Regions from separate parts of the Rattus norvegicus genome. Here region 1 is linked to region 2. Evidence: chromatin contacts called from public Hi-C data. All regions are on one chromosome and are shown on one strand. Each heading gives the region's core, a stretch centred on a gene start, on an enhancer-like site or on the middle of the called end of the contact. The rest is flanking DNA. Distances are from core to core; before and after follow the strand shown. Region 1 overlaps Cyth3 (cytohesin 3). Region 2 overlaps Cyth3 (cytohesin 3).

Region 1 (4,529 bases), core at 1,485-3,984, 53 kb before region 2:
CCAGGGCCTTGCGCTTGCTAGGCAAGCACTCTACCGCTGAGCTAAATCCCCAACCCCTACTTGTCTCAATTTTTAAAGACGGTGCACTATCCCCACCGTCCCATTTTTATCACCTCAGAGGCCTGTCCTTATCTCCAGTCTTTCCACCTGGCTACTGCTTATCTAACTCATTTCATGTGAGTGTGGTTGTACACCACAGGGCCTTGGTGCCTGACTCCTTTCCCCTGTCAGGGTCATTTGTGTTGTGGCAGGGTTCAGCGCCCTGGGATCATGCAAGCTGTAGACCCAGCCCCCAGCATCTCCTGTGAGGGGAGCGGATTGGTTTGAGTTGTTAAAGTGCTTGCTGTACGAACAGGATGCTTTGAATTTGATCCCCAGAACCTAAATTAAAGCTGGACAGGCGTCTGCATCTCCAGGACTAGGGGCTGGAGAGAGGTGGAGAAGTCCTGGGAACTTGTTGTCTAGCCAGCCTAGTGAAAAGGCAAGCTCTAGGTTCATCAGTTTGTACCAAAGAATGAGGCAAGGGCTGACGCATGGCTTAGTGGGTAGAAGTGCCTGGTGCCTAAGCCTGAGAACCTGAGTTCAGTTTCTGGAGCTCATGTAAGAAAGCTGGTGTGGTAGCCAGCAAGCGCCCTTAATCCAGCACTGCCCTGTGAGGTGGGAGGCAGAGCCAGGAGAGCTGTGCAGACGTTCTCCATCCAGCCGACTGCAGAAACGGGGGAGAGCCTGCCGCAGCAAGTGGGAGGTGAGGGCCAATCCCTGACAGCTGTCTTCTGACTTCCACAGACAGGCCATGGTGCCCCTCCCCACCCCAGCCATACACTCAATAGGGTGAAGAGTGACAGGGAAGCCCAGTGCACATGGGAACACACCCTGCCCCGCCCACACAGGAAGAGATGCAGTTGCATTTCAGGTAGGTATCCCTACACGTGGAGCAGTGGCTTTCAGTGTCCGCAGGCAGCAGCACGTGAGGCAGAAGCGTGCTGTCTGGAAGGTGGTTTACTCTGAAGGCCAGTGCATAGATACAAGGGCCTGAGATAAATCGTTAACAGAACTGTGGAAGATGTACTTCTGCGGGACTCCACCATGCCCACAGCAGAGGACACTGGATGCCAGACCTTCATCCCCTGTTCACCCTGAAGCCCTGACAGATAGCAAGGTTACAGACAGCTCACAGAAAGAAAGACTAGGAAAAGGTGATGGAGGGGCAAGTAGGGAGATGGTGGCATTCTAAGTAACTTCTGGTAGCCATTGCATACATGGTGACTGGTTAATATTGCACTGAATACTTGAAACTCACCAGTCTTAGCCTTTATCACGTTCGGTCACTGATTTGGCCATGACAATTGGCTTAAATGGTAATCATCTCACTATATCTATCTATCTATCTATCTATCTATCTATCTATCTATCTATCTATCTATATCAAGCATCTCTTTGAAACAGGGTATCATTTTATAAATTAGCTAGACTCACATAGAGTCTCCTGCCTCTACCTCCAGGGATTAAAGGTACGTGGCACTGCGGCCCTCTGATACACATGGTGGATGGATTCATCATGTTAAGTGGAGACCCCTTCTGTAGAGGGGGAGAAATAAGCTGTTAGAAGGAACAAGAAATTGGAAACTTACCAACAGATCAAACAAAATAGGGGTTATTTTTTGAGATAGTTCTTTTGTAGCCAAGATGGGCTTTGAATTGATACTTCTGCCTCTGCCTCCAGAGTGTTGGGATGGAAAGCTGTGCTCCATGATGTGGTGTGAGAATGGGGATTTAGAAGAAGCAGGAAGGGCTCTTGGCAGCCCCTTTACAAGGCTATGCTTGTGCAAGGGCAGCAAGTGTGGGAATTGTTTCACACACACACTGGATTCAAAAGGCCATCTGGAAGCCATTGTTCCAGAATGTTCCCCACACTCTTCCCTCTGTTTGTTCCCTTTCCTCTTTAGTAAGGGCATAGTTGATAGATATTTATTCTCAGGCAAACGTTTCTCTACAAAAATTAAATTCTCTGTTTAGAGGGAAATTGGGGCTTCTGGATATATCCTGAGAACCCAAATAAAGTTGCTTATTTTTATTTTTGCCTTCTGAGGGCTTCTGAGCCCGTCAGCCTTTATCTGACCTTTCACCATGATGGAAGGTAGTGTCTAGGCTTTGTTTATGAACCCCAAAGTTAATGCACGTTCTCACTCAAAATGCAAACCTTAAGAGGAAATCGACTGAGGGAAGACACTTGCCTACAACGCTGAAAGATGCCTCAAAGCTAACTCTATCTCACTTTTAAATGTGTGCAGACAGCAAGGATATCCAGATGGGTGGAAAAACCCAGCAGCATGAGAGGGATTTAATTCAAAATATTTTTAGAAAGTATAGCTGACTCCAAAAGAAAGAGACTTGAGAAGATGGAAGAATACTTTAAAAAATGATCATTCGCAATTTGTTGGGGGCGGGGTGGGGTAAGTGAATAGGTGCTAGAATTCCCTGACTTCCAGTCTTCCTTCCTCTTGAATCAGCAGCTTCTGATAGAAGTGACTGAGAGGGAGAAGAGTGAAAAGCTGACTCATCCTAGGTGGGATCGGGTGAAGAAATATCAGGGCCTGACTCATTTACTGTTTCCTAAGGGTTCGGCGCTGCGTGAAACAATGTAAACCGAGATATGGGCCCTGCTAATTTGGGAAGTAGGAAGGGCTGGATGATGGATCCCAAGTGACTGCAGACAGCCAGGGGTGGGTTTGTTCCTGCACTAATTGGTGTCAGGAGCCGCTGGCCTGGGAGGCCATTGGACACATGTGGGCTCCATATGCTCAGACGTACTAGGGCTGCTGCCTCCGTGCCGAAGTCTTCTCCCTGGAGCAGCTTCCAGCCACCTGGAGTGGAAACCAGGTCAGTTAGGTACAGACATCAGGATCCAGAAGCGACGGATGGGTTTCTCCAAGGAGACTGACAAAATGTCTGAGGGATGAAGCTGGACTACCTGTGGAGTGCTCGCGTGGTTTAGGTGTATACAGCCCTCCTGCTCACACATAAGAGGTAGAAAAGTAAAACAAAACAAACCCGGACAAACTTGGCAGTGTTACAAGCAGGGCCAGCCACTCTGTTTGGGGTGGATGAGGGAAGCTTGGGCTTGGAAACCATTGTTTATTAACAATAGAAACAGCTCGCTGCCAAAATAAAATGGAGGAGGATACAGGTTCTGAAATGTGATTCTGGAAAAAAACCAATAGAAACTTGAAGAAAATTTTAGATAAAATGTCCTTTTTGTTGATTTTAATAAAATAGAAGGAGGGAAATAAATGGATTAAATGTTAAAGGGGTGGGGATAAGGATTTGGCTCAGTAGTTGAGAGTGCTTGCTGCTCTTGCAAGGTTCCTAGCACCCTCTTCCCGTGACTTCAGGGGATCCACTGCCCTCTTCTGACTTCCATAGATACTGCATACATTTGACACAGTCATGCCTGTGTACACGTGTGTACACACACACACACACACACACACACACACACACACACACACACAATCTTTTTAAGATGGAAAAGGCCATTGGCCAAGTTGGAAACCAGTTGATTGAGAGACAGAATTATGAGGTGAAATGAATAAGCCAAGAGAAAGAAACTACTATTACTAAATGCATTTGCAGAATTTTTTTTTCTTTTTTTCGGAGCTGGGGACCGAACCCAGGGCCTTGCGCTTTCTAGGCAAGCGCTCTACCACTGAGCTAAATCCCTAACCCCCATTTGCAGAATTTTAAACTCTACTAGGATCCATGAGGAAGAAAATTGGCCATGTGGGAAGTTAAATTAGTGCTGTGATCTAAATAAGTATTGTTCCTGAGAAGATACCAAAACAAACCAGAAACAGTAATCGGAGGTACAATGGAAAAAGTATCTTTGACTTGAAAGAAAAACACCAGATGCTTTTGTATATTCAATGGGCTTATTCTGCGTTAGTTGAAATTAGCAAAAAGAAAGACATATCAGGATAAAGGACCCAAGAAGAGCTCCGCTAAAGCAAATGTCTGTGTGTGGAAGTTTCTTAGGGAGGGGGCGTCAGGATTCTTTCAGACTCCTACAATATTGCTGGGTAGAGTAAGCTGAGAGTTTTTAGGAGAGAAAAGGGTTGTATTTAAGAATCAATCGCCCTAATTGTTAATTTGTAAAGACAACAGGAAGGCACTCCCTGAAACTGCAAAGAAGGTAGAGCTAGGAGTGTGGTGAGATGGCTCAGCCCTGAGGTATTCGCTGTGTAAACGAGAGGAGCAGAGTTGTATCTCCAGCCCTAATGCAGAAGTCAGGTGTGGGGCATAGAGATCCCCCCAGAGGTCATTGGTTAGCCAGTCTAGTCTGGGAGAGAACCTGTCTCAGAAGTAAGACAGAAGAGTAAAAAGGTCTACATTGACCTCCGACCTCCTGCACACATGCACACGCAAAGGGCAGAGCTAGCATTGGGCTTCAGTGAGAGCTCGCCTATCCTTGGACTAACGTCTTAGGCACCAGCGTGTCCTTTCTCTTCAAGGATGTGGGGTCTTCTCTGGGA
Region 2 (4,738 bases), core at 343-2,842:
TTTCTTACACCTACTTGCTTGGTCTCTGGCTTTTGACTCCACATGTGTTTTGTCTGCATCAGACATTTCACCATGGAGCAGAATCTAAAGGAAAAAGATTATATTAGGCCCCTGGTTTTAGAGTTTCAGCCACAGTCATCTGGATACTTTGGGCCTGAGAGAAGGCAGAACATTATGTGGTAGGAGGTGTGGCAGAGGCCCTTTTCTCATGGAGATAGGAAGCAGAGAAAAGCAGCAGGAAGGGGCCAGATAGACTCTTCAAAGGCACGCCTCCATCAGCGCACTTCCTCTAACCAGTCTGTCTTCCACAGCTCTGCTACCCTCACCCTGTCCACCTTGAAGAATCTTAACATTAATGAGGTCAGAACCCTCAAACAACTAGTCTAGTCTAATGATGTCTGGAAACACACAGGCACCCATATCCTTCAGTGTGTCTCACCATATCCTAGAAGTGTCTCAGTCCAGTCACACTGACAAGATTAACCATCGTAGGCCTCTGCCCTGAACTCCCCTGCAGCTCCGTTTCCCATGATTAGGGTTTGTGTCTCTTGCAGAGGGAACCCTTTGTCCTCCTTTTGTCTCTTCTGTGACGTAAGCCAGAAACGATCTTGTTCTGACTTCCTTACGTCTCCCCAAACAGTTGTATTGATTCCTTTTCTTGCTGCTCTGACAAAGTGCCTGACAGAATAGATCTCAGGAAGGAAGGGTCACGTGGGCTCACAGGTCCATCATGGGAAGGCATGGTGGCCAAAGCTCGCACGGCATCCACAGTCATGAGACACGAATGCTGGCACTCAGCTAGCCTTCTCCTTTTTATTCAACCGAGGCAGCCAGCCTATGGAAGGGGTGCTCCACATTCAAGGGGGAGGGGGGCCTTCCCGTCTCAGTTTAAAGTCTCTGACACTCCCGCATAGACAAGCTTTTCTCCTAAGTAATTTCTAAGTGCTGGCCGGTTGACAGTCAAGGTCAGCTGTTACAGTGACCTAGTTCTTTGGGAGGATGGAGGCTCGGGGCAGAGACCAGGGGTTCCAGGGTCTGGCACTCAGCCTTGAGACTACAGACCCTGGAAGCCCAGGGCAGGTAGGAGGGGAGAAAAAGCCAGAGGGCAAAGATAGAAGAACCTCGTAAGGGTCCTGGGACTATCTGTGTCTGCCTAGGGGTCATCGAGCGGTCTGAGCTCAACCTCTGCTATCATAGTGTGAGTGAAAGCAGTTTCCAGAAACCAGGCCCGGATCAGACCCACTTTAGACTCTACTTCCATGAGCCTTTTGTTCCAAAATCCCAAGTGCTTTCAGATGCCTTTCTCCCTGCCCTTGGCAGATTTCAAGTAGCAAGACTTACCAGTTTATATTTACAGTTGGTCTCATGAATCCTAGTATTCTTAGCAAGGGCTCTATAATGCTGGAGTGTTGACCTTTGATGCTGAGGTGTTAGACAGTCAACTCCTGTCTTAACGTCCTGTGTTATTGCCCCTCTCTTGCCAGCTCCAAGGGTATCCCTGCCCTGTGTCTTGCTGGCCGCTGGCTTACCATCTCTAAGCACTCCTAATTCTCCTCACCTGGATGGCTGGAGAACGCGTCACACAGCAGCAGTGGGGGTGGGTTTTAGCCCGTACTCCAGCACAGGTGTGCTCCCATGGCCACAGCGGAGTGTGCAGAGTGTGTGTGACTTTACAGGAGCACCCAGGTGACATGCTCTTTCACATTCTTACCAGAAACACACAAGAGTTAACGTAGGACTGTCAGATTTAAATGGCCCACAAATTTTAAATGTAAGTCTTGAAGCCTCCTGACAAATTAAGAAACAAAACCCTCAACCCAGAACAAACTGTACTTGCAGAACATTGTAGGCCACCTTTCTGGGGCCACTCTTTCTCAAATCCATTCCCCCGGGTATCCCATACTGTCACCAAAATTAGGTTTTCTCTTTTTAAACTTTGCGTAAGCAGAATGAAAATATCCCTGCCTAGGGATGGAGAGATGGCTTCACTGGATATGGAGCTTGCTGTGCAAGCTTGGGGACCAGAGGCTGATCGTCCAAACCCACATAAAACCGGAGTGGGCGTAGTGGCCCCACACTTGAGAGGCAGAGACAGGGGAGCCTTGAGTCAGTAGCTAAATAGACGGACTGGACTTGGTAGCTCTAAGCTCAGTGGGAGTCCTGCCTCAATCAATTAAAGATGGAGAAGAGTCAGGGAAGGCATGGCAGCAGTGTGGGGACCTTTGTGCACGAGCACGAAACGCGTGCATCCGCGTCTGCACCGTGCACACAACGATCGCATGTGTTCACTCGTGTGCTCTTTCGTGTGCTGTCTTTTGCTGGGTCCCAGGTCTGTGAGGCTCTCCTCAGTGTCTTCTTTCCACCTAGTTGCAGCTTCCATCTTGTATCTTTATCCTTCCCCTTACTGGTTGTCTGTTGCTGTCTGAAGTCTTTGGAAATGCTAAATACGGCTGCCAGATGGACTGTGGGTGTGTGAGGAAGCCATAGCAGGCTGAGGCCTGGGAGTCTCAGCTGGAAAAGCCTCTCTGAATTTGTAGAAACGCCTCTTGGCACATGGATAGCAGAATTCCGTGTGCTCTCCCCAGCCCTGGTATGAGGTAGCTTCGTATAAGCCAGCTCTCAAGTTGTGCGAGAGGTGAAGCTTTGCTATCGTGGTGGGTCCTGGAAGTCTTGTGAGATGGTGTCGTGCCGCTGACCCATTCTCAAACCTGCCAGCTGCGTTTTACGAGTTCTTCAAGCGGGCATGTGTTTGGCTGGTGTAAGATTGGGGTAGTGTTGCCAGTTAACATGTTTTTGGCTTCAGGTAACAGAACCCCCCACCCCCCAAATTGGATACACAATGGAGTTTATTTTCTCATATAGTTGCTATGGCAATAAGTGTCTTCCGAGTGACAGGAGCAAGATGCTTATCTCAGTCTTTCCCTCATATGAGGGATGCTGTGGTACTGGTCACCGCATGGACTTCAAAGTAGAAAGAAAGAGGAAGGCGTAGAAGGCATCCCTACTTGCTTCCATTCATGTCAGCTTGCCCAGGTCGGTGTCATGAGCTCATTTGTACCGCAGTGCCGTGCTGTAAAGCAGGTCTTTCGGGTAAGATAGCAGAGTAGAAGGGTTGAGTTGGGGCATTGGGGCAGAGTGGGAAGATCAGAAAACAGCACAGCCCCACAAGCCTGAAGACCTGAGATCCACCCCCAGGGTCCAGGGGGGAAGAGAGACTGAGGGCTGTCCTTTGACCTCCACCTGAGGTCCATCCCCAGGACACCATTGTAGGAGGATCCAGTCCGTGGCAAGTTGTCCTCAGATTATGGCCAGTGCATGGGCTCACACACATAAGTAAATAGAAGTTAAATTTTAGTAAGTTCCAAATTCTTGTTAAAAGGCGGGGAAGGGCTGCTGGAGAGATGACTCAGCTGCTCTTCCCGAGGACCAAGGCTGATTCCCAGCACTCACATGGCAGCTTAAACCTTCCGGGACTCCACCTGCTGGCGTCTACAGGTGCTAGGCTTGCACGCAGTACACAGGCATGCATGCAGGCCAAGCAGTCGAATACATAAAATAGAAAAACAAGGTTTTCAAGAGATCGGTGGCTAGGGGCGGGAATTGGGTTACACAACTGTCAGCAACTCTCAGCACAGTGCGGTTCTGTACAGCAGGAACAGGATTTTTTCCCTGAGCTTTACAAACCTGACGTTACTTTTTAACTGCTTCTATAATGCCTGACAAGCACAGTGACTCTTCCTTGAATGGATGAACAAACTATGGTGTCTTGGAAGCCAGACCATGTGGGCTTCACCAGTCTCTGGCACTTTCACTGTGTCTGCCTCTGTCAGGTTACTGCATAAAGCGTGTCTCTAACTTTGAAATGGATCGTGAGCGCCCTGCTGACCTGCATGTTCCACTCCTCATTGTTCCTCAGGGCATTCAGTTCCTGATTGAGAACGACCTGCTGCAGAGCTCCCCAGAGGATGTCGCCCAGTTTCTGTACAAAGGAGAGGGCCTGAACAAGACCGTCATCGGAGACTACCTGGGTGAGAGGTAAGTGAGGAAGCTCTCAAGCCCTAGGCTGCAGGCTGTAGGACAGAGGTGCTGACCCCAGGTTGCTCGGGGCCAAGTGAGGACAGCGACTGGGACACCTGGCATTTGGGATCTTAAGGCACCAAATGTTAAAGTGGACCAAAAACCTACTTAGGAAGTGTGGGGTGAACTTGATGATGACCTGAACCTCACAGGGCTTCTTAGATACTCAGCAGAAGCACACACAGTAGAAGAAAGAATGAGTGACTGAGGGTCAGGTGGGTCTGTGTCACCAGTGTCATCCCCTCCTGGCCTGTGAAAGCATGTTCACTTTCTGCAGGCTTTCCCACAAATATCCCAGTCTTCTCAAGGGTCTGTCTCCTGTCACCAGAGGTGACATTCTCAGCTCAGCTAAAGATCGTCTGCTGATGGTTTAGTCTGCTTGTCTTTGTTGAGTTCTGAGATCAGGTCTTGCTGTGTGTGTAGCCTAGGCTGGCCTCACATCCATCTTCTTCCCTGGCTTTAAGGCTGGGACTACAGGGACAAAACCATTTCCTGAAGAGCTGTCTACTGTGCTTAGCTGAGGCTAGGCAGGAAGATGACAGCAGCAGGTGCCAAGAGGGGAGCATCTAAAGCCCAACATTGCCTGGTCAGGGCAGGTCTGCTTCCGGCTTATTACTAAAATACCCAATCGAACGTTCCCAACTCATTCAGGGAGGTCAGC

Evidence for each region. Hi-C and Micro-C count contacts between places; a contact is called where the count stands out from the background.
Region 1: a contact with region 2 is called in a Hi-C map of frontal cortex, with 1.8 times the contacts expected there. The contact joins two enhancer-like sites. A contact is called at or near these places in 3 of 12 Hi-C or Micro-C datasets (the Rat2 cell line, frontal cortex and hepatocytes).

The regions. Positions count from the first base shown.
Region 1 is chr12:16,025,181-16,029,709 of GRCr8, reverse strand. All of the region lies in intron 1 of Cyth3 (cytohesin 3), which reads left to right. Among named protein-coding and RNA genes, the nearest start is that of Cyth3, 20 kb to the left of the region's middle. Within about 2 kb of position 2,734, at least 16 of the 93 cell types and tissues checked have an H3K27ac peak or open chromatin away from gene starts, as enhancers often do.
Region 2 is chr12:15,971,310-15,976,047 of GRCr8, reverse strand. It overlaps Cyth3 (cytohesin 3), which reads left to right. Exons shown (of 13, transcript NM_053912.2): 5 at 3,917-4,035. Among named protein-coding and RNA genes, the nearest start is that of Usp42, 38 kb to the right of the region's middle. Within about 2 kb of position 1,592, at least 14 of the 93 cell types and tissues checked have an H3K27ac peak or open chromatin away from gene starts, as enhancers often do.